Linked DNA regions of Triticum aestivum: region 1 is linked to region 2. A link is a contact called in public Hi-C data. All regions are on one chromosome and are shown on one strand. The core of a region is the stretch at or near the end of the contact, and the rest is flanking DNA. Distances in the headings are between cores, read along the strand shown. Region 1 has its middle 180 kb from the start of LOC123070226. Region 2 has its middle 140 kb from the start of LOC123070226.

Evidence for each region. A called contact is a pair of places that touch in the nucleus more often than the background predicts.
Region 1: a contact with region 2 is called in a Hi-C map of leaf, with 1.7 times the contacts expected there. The contact joins two enhancer-like sites. A contact is called at or near these places in 2 of 5 Hi-C or Micro-C datasets (leaf and root).

The regions. Positions count from the first base shown.
Region 1 is chr3B:435,144,778-435,149,668 of IWGSC CS RefSeq v2.1, reverse strand. No RefSeq gene overlaps it. Among protein-coding and RNA genes, the nearest start is that of LOC123070226, 180 kb to the right of the region's middle. Within about 2 kb of position 2,453, at least 4 of the 8 cell types and tissues checked have an H3K27ac peak or open chromatin away from gene starts, as enhancers often do. A contact at or near this core is called in leaf, where this site is marked.
Region 2 is chr3B:435,107,369-435,111,987 of IWGSC CS RefSeq v2.1, reverse strand. No RefSeq gene overlaps it. Among protein-coding and RNA genes, the nearest start is that of LOC123070226, 140 kb to the right of the region's middle. Within about 2 kb of position 1,432, at least 3 of the 8 cell types and tissues checked have an H3K27ac peak or open chromatin away from gene starts, as enhancers often do. A contact at or near this core is called in leaf, where this site is marked.

The sequences.
Region 1 (4,891 bases), core at 1,204-3,703, 37 kb before region 2:
GGGAAGCGCTGGTGGGCCAGCGGCGGGTAGTGCGCCATGTTGAGTGGCGGCGGTGGGCATTGCTGGGGGCGATGTGCCAGAGCAGAGGGTAATTGATGCCGGGCGGTGTCGCGCGAAGGGTGGCCTTGGCTGGCTCTGGATCTGGGGTGCGGAGGGTGTTGGGATACGACGAGCTTGGGAAAAGAGTGCAGTCACGGGCAAGATGTCTCGAAACCCATCACTTATGACAGCGAATTTCGCCGGAGCATTTCGCTTTCTGGTGCCCCTCGTCCAGGCATTTAAAGCATCTACCCACAAGCCACCCGGGAATCCAAAGCTTGGAGCTAGCATGGTGATGACGGCGGGGGCCGCCTCATAACGGGGCTAGCGACGACGGTTGCGGACCTGGACCCATCCGTCACTGTCCGGCTCCAAATCGACGGAAGTTGGCCGCGAGCGGCTCCGAAGGGGCACATCCGCACACATGCGGAACGAAGTAGCCGAACCGAAACTGTGCCGTCTGAGGGCGTTATCTGGCCAACGGACCTCGGAGCGAAGTACCGGCGGGTCGGGCTGGGGATGGGACTGTCGGCGTGGGATGCGGCGGCCGTGGATTGGCTCATTGGCGGCGGCCGGAGCTTGGGGGCGAGATGACCGTTGGTGGCTCGTGCCACATCAAAAAAATATGTAACGCCGGCAATAGTTTTTTTGCTGGAATATAAACAGTAGTACTTATTGATGACAAATAGCTCAAAGTTATTGAAACTGTGATTCTTAAAAAAAATCATAGTATTGTCCAAATACTAAAAAAACGAACTTGCAAATCGTGTTTATGCGAGTCTATCCTTGCATCGGGATAATGCAGTCTATTTGGGCATCTATGAATTCTCTTGTTTGCCAAACCCACCATCCCGTGTTAGGACCTCATAAAATACTACACCCATGTTTTTTTTGCGGGGCAACTTGGGTTTTGATATACTCATTTTATATGATTTAGCAAAAAAAAAATCTAAGTTTTGATTTTTCTTTTCGAAAAAATCATGCACATAGTTATCAAGTTAAAATTTCTTCATGTATTTTTTTTTTTGAAAAATAACACGATAATTTGCGATCAGTATAAAAATGAGAAAATAAGGAGGAACAGTGATGACACATGATAAACTGCTGACACGAGGGCTAGGGAAGAGCGGCACGGCGGCTGATGCAAGGGCGAGGGCAAGCGGCAGAGGGGCGGTGAGGGCGCATGAGGTGAAGGTGCCATCCCGTCCCTTCAACGGTGGACAACACACCAGATGGAACGGACAAACACGTAAGATCGTTGTTGCAGTGGACATACCAAGTGATGGGAACAATGAACAAAAAAAACAAGTGATGGGTCCACAACGGATAAAAGAGTTAAAAGAGACGGAGACGCGGGCTGACCTGACGACAACTCGCAGAGAAGGCGCGTGCAATCATTAGGGGCGTAAACACAATTTCGTAAAATTTAGTGGCAGTCATCCAATATCAGAACTGGATAGCGGCACATGCCTAATTTTTTCTATCTTTATTTGGATGTTTTAATGAGAATATATTAGAAGATTCCATGGAGACGCGTAATATATTCTACTTGTAATGTGCAGTAATGGAAGAAGCCAAGGTGTCTGCCTCCCTTGCATGCACGCTTGCTAATAGCAAGTGCAGCTTCACATGCCTTTCCTTCGATATGATGGAGTCGGCCAATCACTTTATGGAGCTCAACTAGGTCGCGATCGATCGTTACATGTGCACCAATTGACCATGCATGCATCTTCTGTGAAGCCAGCAGCAAAAACTATTGGCGCTAGCTTTTCGTTTTCCTCAATCACTCCTAATTCGACACGCCTTCAAGTTTGTTCTCACGCCTGATTGTTAGATCTTTCTTCTGGACTCTCGTCTGGAATTGTTCTGGATTATCCAAAGCGATGCTAATTAACTGGTAGAAATTGCTCTAGAAAGGGTATAACTTGTGGATGTCGCAAGCTGACGTACGGCTTTCACTGCCATGCACGCCGGTGCTTCCTTATGCTCGTATAAAGTGTGAACGTGTGGTGCAAATATCAGCATCTGTATTCTATCATCATGATGATGTACTCCTTGTAATTGGACAAGATAAGCGGCAAGGCAGGCACCAGTCATCCTCAGCTCACAGCGAAGAAATGAAGGCTCGAGATCCTTATTCCTGGCATGAAGAAGAAAAAAAGATGCATGGTTACCTCCCAATCATCAAGGAATGGTCCATGGAGATAGAGGTTGGTTTCATCGTGGTCCAAGAGAGACTTGGACTTTCTAAAAGTAGTACAGTTCAAATGACTATTGGTGATTGCAAAGTTTATCATAAGTAGTATCGGTAGGCCACATGCTGATTCGATCTCGCATCGCATGCGCCCATGTGGACCAACTAGATTGAGAAGGCAAAGAAAATTGCAGACATGTCTAGTTGACAAGTGGCGATGTCAATATAACTGCGACGTGTGGAGGGCCATGGCTTTGCCCATTCGACAATGAGGAAGCGGACACATGCAAGAGACATGGGTGGCTGACTAGTGGGCACAACCACGAAAGCAAAAAAAAAAGTGATGACAGGGAGATGGGCACTACAGTGACAAAGCCAGTGCTTGCCTGGCGCCTTTAAGAACCGTTCGATCGAGTTATCCTTCACTCACCTCCTCCATAGCCTCGTAGGTCCATGATCCGTGGGCCGCGGGCACTCTCGGGGCCACCTTTTTGTACTGTTTATTCACTGCTCATGCGTGCACGTTTCCTACGGTTGGTCGCTGTGTGCGTAGCCGCGCCTTACTCGATTGTTGGCCTATGTTGGGTCGGGTTATGCCGGGTACCTCTCGTGCCTTGTTGCTGGGGTGGTGGACGGTCTTAGTTTTTTTATGCATTGTGTCGGCCACTCTCGATGTGTCGTCGGTGGGCAGCGAGGACGGCACTGTGGAGCCTGGTTCTTGGTATGTGCGGGCCGCCGTTGTGGTCAGTGGCGGATCCAGGACCCAGTCCGGGGGGCCCTGGGCCTCGGGCGTGCTGATTACACCCAGTGTTGGCTATACTATCTCAGGCACTATAGCAACACTGTTGATGCACTGTAGCAGGCATGGGCCTGGGCTTGGCCCGATCCCAGCTCCGCCCCTGGTCGTGGTATTCGGTTGGTACGGCATGGTGTTGCTCTGGTGGCATAGTCGTGCCTTACTCGGCTATTAGCCTACGCTAGCTCGAGTATGTTGGGTATCTCTAATGCGTTGTTGATGGCGGGTGGTCGGTCCATACTTTCTGGTTTTAGTGTGCCGGATACTTACTCTAGGTGTGTTGTAAATGGGCGATGAGGATGTTGTGGAGGCTAGTTCTCGGTCCAGGCTACCCAGGCTTTCAAATAGAATAGCAGACTAGTTGCGGATTGGGGTCGAGGTAGTGTGATGCAGGATGCGAATTGTGAGCGATATTTCGGACGCTATGTCCACATAGAAAATTCATCAAGCACTCATACATTTGAGATTATTGTCACTGGCGGAGCATGAAACAAAACCAAGAACAGGCCAAGGGCGGGCCAATAGCTTATTGAGTGGGCCATCTTTTGTTATTGGGTCAAATCCAGATCAAATTCTCAAAGAAAGTCAAGAAAAAAGGATGGGCCATGGCCCTGTTTGGTCCCCAAGAGGATCAGCCCCTGATTATTGTCTATATTTCTAGATCATTGGCAACAAATGTGACATATAATTTGAACAATCATTATTTTTATAAGCATATAGACTATAACTGAAAAATATTCACTCACGGAACCATGCAAGCAAGAGACAGTTATAAAAATAGATTATACAACACAATAATAAGCAAGTATACATCGGATGATGTTGCGGATTGCGGGCGTAACTGCAACCTAACAATCGTTATTGCGCCTGAATCATGCCAAACACACTATTTCTAGCACATCCCAAACTAATAGCGGCAGCGTGGCGCTACCTCTGTTGCGGCCACAATAGTGGAGATAGCGACCGCTACTGAAAAGCTTGGTGCTCGGTTTGTCTAATTTGGTGTTCCCCGGGTCGATCACACATGTGTTGTTGCCGGGTGGTGGATGGTCGGTAGTTTCCGATTGTCGTGCTCCGACTACACCTGTTTGTTATGGTGGGCGGTGAGGATGCCTCCTTGGAGGCAGGCTCTAGGTCTGTGCGGCCCGTCGTCGTGGTACTCGGTTTGAGTGTTGTCGGGATGATCATGTGTGTCATACGTCGGGTTTGGGAAGGATACCATGTGTCGGCGAGAGCTGGTACTCTTGTTCCCTCTCTTTGTGTGTCGGCATGCTCCTTATATGATAAGTTGTGCTATTTCTGTGCTATCTTTGCCATGTCTTGGTTTCCGTGCAACGATGCTTTTTGGCCTTATTGTCGGTGCTAAAACCGACGGATCTCGTGTGGGGGTCCTGAGCTAGTGGTCTCGACTAGATGGTAACTAGAAGTAGAGAAAGACACGATGTTACCTAGGTTCGGGCCTTCTCAAAGAGGTAAAACCCTACATCATGCTCTAAATTACATTGATTGTGATGCGGTACAGAGTACAAGATGATCTACCTCGAGATCGTATGAATGGGTTCTAACTTGCCTCTACAGACTAAACCCCTCGGCTCATATAGGCACTGTGGTATCTAGGGTTACAAGTATGCCAGCTGCATCTAGGGATAAACATGCCAATCATTCAAATATGTCTTGGAGTATGTGCCAAGTCTTCGGAGGGTTCTGTCTTGAGCACGCCGATGACCATGGTTACATGGCCCATTCTTCAGTTGTCAGTGAGTCCTCGACCCGGCCCATGAATGGCAGGTCAACATGGTGAGCACCTCCTAATCTAGGAAACCGTCAGTAGCCCATGAACTAGTCTTCAAGCCGAGGATACT
Region 2 (4,619 bases), core at 183-2,682:
TGTTTCAAATTCATAGATATTTTTTGAAATTGCGAACATTTTTGTAAAATTCATGCTTTACCCAAGATTTATTTAATCTTGTTAATGAACATTTTCAAATAAAAAACATGATAGCCGGCTTTTTCTGCAGCAGGGCAGCAAGCGTATGAAAAACTAAGCGAGCGCGCAAAGCAGGAGTCAGCCCATGTAAATATTATGGCAGCAATTTTATAATTTAGCGTGAAATAAGAGCCTCTAGGAGGCTCACACAACCACCGTCGGCTCGCACCAAAGCCAAATCGTGTAAAGACACTACAACCACGCACCGAACAACTGGAATCTCCTCTCAAACCAAATACCATCTCCAACAACGGTCCAACGATGTATTAATGAAAATAATAATATCATAAGAACATAATTAAAATCCAAGTCAACATAGATAAAACCAAAACAACAAGGCAGACTACAATAACCTACTATAGAACAAAAGTTAATCCGTGGGTGAAAAACGACACGGCAAAGAGCATGTTAGCCTCGGGATGGAACTGGATCCTTTATTCATATGATTAAGGCTAAAATGACTCAAATTAATTCACAAATTGATGATCTACTGTACATTTATAGTAATTACATATAAATAAATTGATGATGAAATAAAATGAATTTCAAATTATTTACATCTACAGTAAATACTAACAGTAAACAACCTGCTAACTACCTACTAATAGTCTCTAATTTTCATTCTTTATTTTACACTAGGCTAGCACTGTAGTATCATGACTTTTCTTTATTATGTTAGAGGATCCGTTCCGTTAGCCTCCGGTAGAACATGATGCAGCCAGAGGAGGCAATAACGAGGAACGTATTTGCATAAACCATAGTTGCAAAGTGCCTGTTTGGATGTCAGTATGTCATGTGTGCTCGTCCTTTTGCCAGACTAATGGCGCATTAGTTATTGAGTTAAAAAAATTGAGCTGTCAGATTTAATAATAACTGACCAGACGTGTCGATGGCAAAGTTAACCAGTACGTACTACTCGGCCCGTCCTGTATATAACAGTGACGACGCGGAGTAGGAAGGAGTCCGTGGTCCCGTCGACGTCAAGAAGCTTCAGCGCACGGGTCGCGTCGGTCCGATCGATTTCACGCATGTGTCGACCTGCTCCTGGCGGGCTTGGCTTCCCGTTGAAAGTCACAGATTTTCTGCCAGCCACCCAAGCAGACGAGAAGTATATCGAAGAAGGAGACGGACAACAACCGCACCAACCCACTGACCGACTGCATCCTAGTGCCATTTAAGTGCAAATCTAGGCTCTAGCTAATAACCGACCATGTGGCGAGCCTACCCGTGGCTGCCCGAAGATCCGCTCACGACCCACGAGCATTATTGCCGTTGCGAAGTCTGCGCGGTGCCCACGGGCATGTGTACATATGCTGCATTATTGCCGTTGATAGCTAAGTTGCTCCCCTCGTTGAGGTCACGCACCAAACCATCAGGGCCAGCCCTGAGGGGGAGCAGTGGAGGCAGCCGCTCCGGGCCCCCGAGTAGGAAGGGCCCCGATGTCCCTTGCGTGTGTTATGTTTTAGGAAAGAAATGCCATTCTTAGGAAACAAAAAATCCTTTCCGGATCGACTGATTCTCAAAATGGTAAAGTATTCTTTCCCATGATTGATTTTTACGTTGTGATGTTTAGGAAAGAGTATTTTCCCACGTAACAGATTGACTGATTTTTTCTCAAAAAAGGGAAATAATTGTAACAGATCCGTCAATTCTGGCCTTGCGTCACGCGCGTGGTCTTCTTGTCTTTCTACTTCTCCTTCAGACCTGTCAATGAATCAGCTATGCAAATGGCAAGGTCAACTGCTTGTTGCCGTGTCGTCTAATTGTGATTTTCTGCTGCTGGACACGATTGGTGGAGAAAGGTAATACAATTTTTAAGATTCCATCAACCTCTTCTTCAACGCCAATTCCCTTTTATATAATCTTGTCAGATTGTTCGGTTCATGAAGTTATTCCTCGTACATATCTCTTTCTCACAATCCAGTTTCTTGTATTGATAGGGAATAGAAAAAGGGAACTCGGATTTCTGTTTGTGACTCGTAAGCAGCAGCAAAAGCTTCTAATTCCTAGTGTTCTACCCATCCAGGTACCTTGTTCCATGCCTCTTCCTTAGCATTTTTTTCATTAGCAGTTTTCTTAATTTATTGTCATATGTTTGTTTACTAATTAGCAAGAGTGCTATTAATTTAGCAAGATTTTATTCGAAATACAAAGGTGAACATGGGTGCGATCGCACCCACGTGATAGTAAATTCATAAAAAATACTAGAAAAAATTAAAAAATTCTGAAATTTCACGGTATGAACCTTAGTCGATCATTGTACTCACGTGTGAAGTTTCATGATGTATTGACACCCATGGTATTTTTAGTGAAGAAAATACAAATGCGACCATACTATTCATTAAACAGTCTTTTTAATATAGCTTCGATTAGCTTTGATTTTTTCATTTTTTTCCCAGGTTATCACGGATGTGATTTCTTCGTGAAACTTCATATGAGAGTATACCGGTTGACTATGTATATTAAAAAATAAATTCATTTTTTGTTTTTTCTAGCAATTTTCGAATTTACTATCTATAGTGTAGTTACTATTTATTTGCAATTAAAATAGAAAAAACATAAAGTATTTATGTAGTCGTATGGCCCCCTTTTGGTATCTTGCCCCGGGCCCCCAAAATCTCAAATCATCCAACGTTTTTCCTCGGCCTGTTTCTGTTGGTACTAGCATGTAGATGTAGTGGAACCCACAAAGGTATCACCAGGCCGCGAGATCTTGATCTTTGGCACAGCAAGCGATCGAGTTGCAGCAGAGCGGAGGTGGCCGATCGTCGCCATGATAGTTGCAAGAGAAGGAATGTAATGAGCTGGGGCCTTACTCGTCCATTAGTTTCACTAGTCAACGACGGGAAATACACGTAAAGTACTTTCTCCGTTTGAAAATAAAATAAGTGACTCAATTTTGTAGTACTACTTTACACTAAAGCTAGTACAAAATCGAGTCACTTATTTTGAGACGGAAGGAGTACACATTTACCCGAGTATTTAATAAAAACTATCACAATTCATGGAAACGTGCCCAAAAACTATCACATTACACATTTGTGCCGAAAACTACCACTTTTTCTTTAATCTTTGACAAAAACTACCATGTCTGTAAATCGACTCATTCGTTCATTTTAAACGCACTTATGATAGGCTTGACCCGCGTGTAAGTGTTGTCATCGTTAGTCCACTGCCTAGTCGGCCTATCCACGCCCCCCCCCCCCCCCCCCCCGGTGCCGCCGCCGCCGCTGTTAACTGATGTCCAAGCTGGTGAAGGACGAGCGCGCCGGCGTGCGGGCCGAGGCTGTCGGGTCAGCTCAGAGCGGTGGAGGACGACGTGGGCATGGGCAGCAGCGGTGCAGGCCGTGACGGGCGCGAGCAGCAGCCGCGTCGGCCGCGCACGGGCGCAAGCTGCGACGGTCGCGGGCATGTAGGCATGCTGCTGGTCAGCTTGGAGCTCCGAGTGGTGGAGGCCGAGGTGGGCACGGGCACAAGCAGCAGCTGCGCCGGCTGTGCGTGGGCGAGAGCACCAGCTCGGGCCGCAAGCAGCAGTCTGGACGGGAATGAGCAGCAGCCGCCGCGCCGGCCGCGCATGGGCCTGTGTTGCGACGCAGTGCGTGAGCAGCAGCGGGGACGGGAACGAGCAAGAGAAGCCGCGCCGGCCGCGTATGGGCGTGAGCAGAGGCGCCGGCGGCCATGCTCCAGGTGAGGTTCGCGTAGCCGCCGCCACCGCGAGTGTGTGCGGCGTCGTGCGTGAGTGAGCGCTGGCAGTGGTCGGCGGCGGAGGTGGCTTGCAGGTGCATACGAGGTGTTTGTAGAAATGCCAAAGAGGGGGAGAGAGAGGAGGAAGAAGAGGGTCAACCTGACTTGTGGGCCCATCCTGTCAGATAGGTGTTTAGAAGAGGCGAATCGGGCACTTTCGCGACATGGTAGTTTTTAGTCAAAGATTAATAAAAAAATGATAGTTTTCGGCACAAATTTGTAAAGTGATAGTTTCTGGGCACGTTTTCATGATATGTGATAGTTTTTATTAAATACTCCTTTTACCCTTATCAAACCGCAAGTTTATTATAAACAATCGCATATATTTATTTTGCTAGTCGCGTGAACAGACCCGGGACATGCATTATGGATTTTTTGTTATGTGATGAGTCTGACCAACGATCCTTTCCGGAGCAAGTAAATATTCATGAATTGGTAGCTACTGCTAGCTGGTATTTTTGATAGCAGCCACGGCAGTTCGTCAGAGGAGAAATAATACAAGATCCACTCAGAACAGTACGTGGAATCATAGCGCTGATACTAAACTTTGTTTGAGCAACGGGAAAAGAATCAACAGCGCCGAAGATTAATAAATGGCCTGTTATCTTAGCAGGACAGCAAGTGTTGAATGTTGGTACCTCTTTCTCAGTTGGAGAATATTCAGGTTCGTGTGGAGCCATTTGTCCGGGACCATCATGAAAATTTTGTTTCTGCATCAACAGCAAGGCTCGAGCATGTGGCGGACATAGTGTGGGCAGAGGCTGCGGCACTCTATG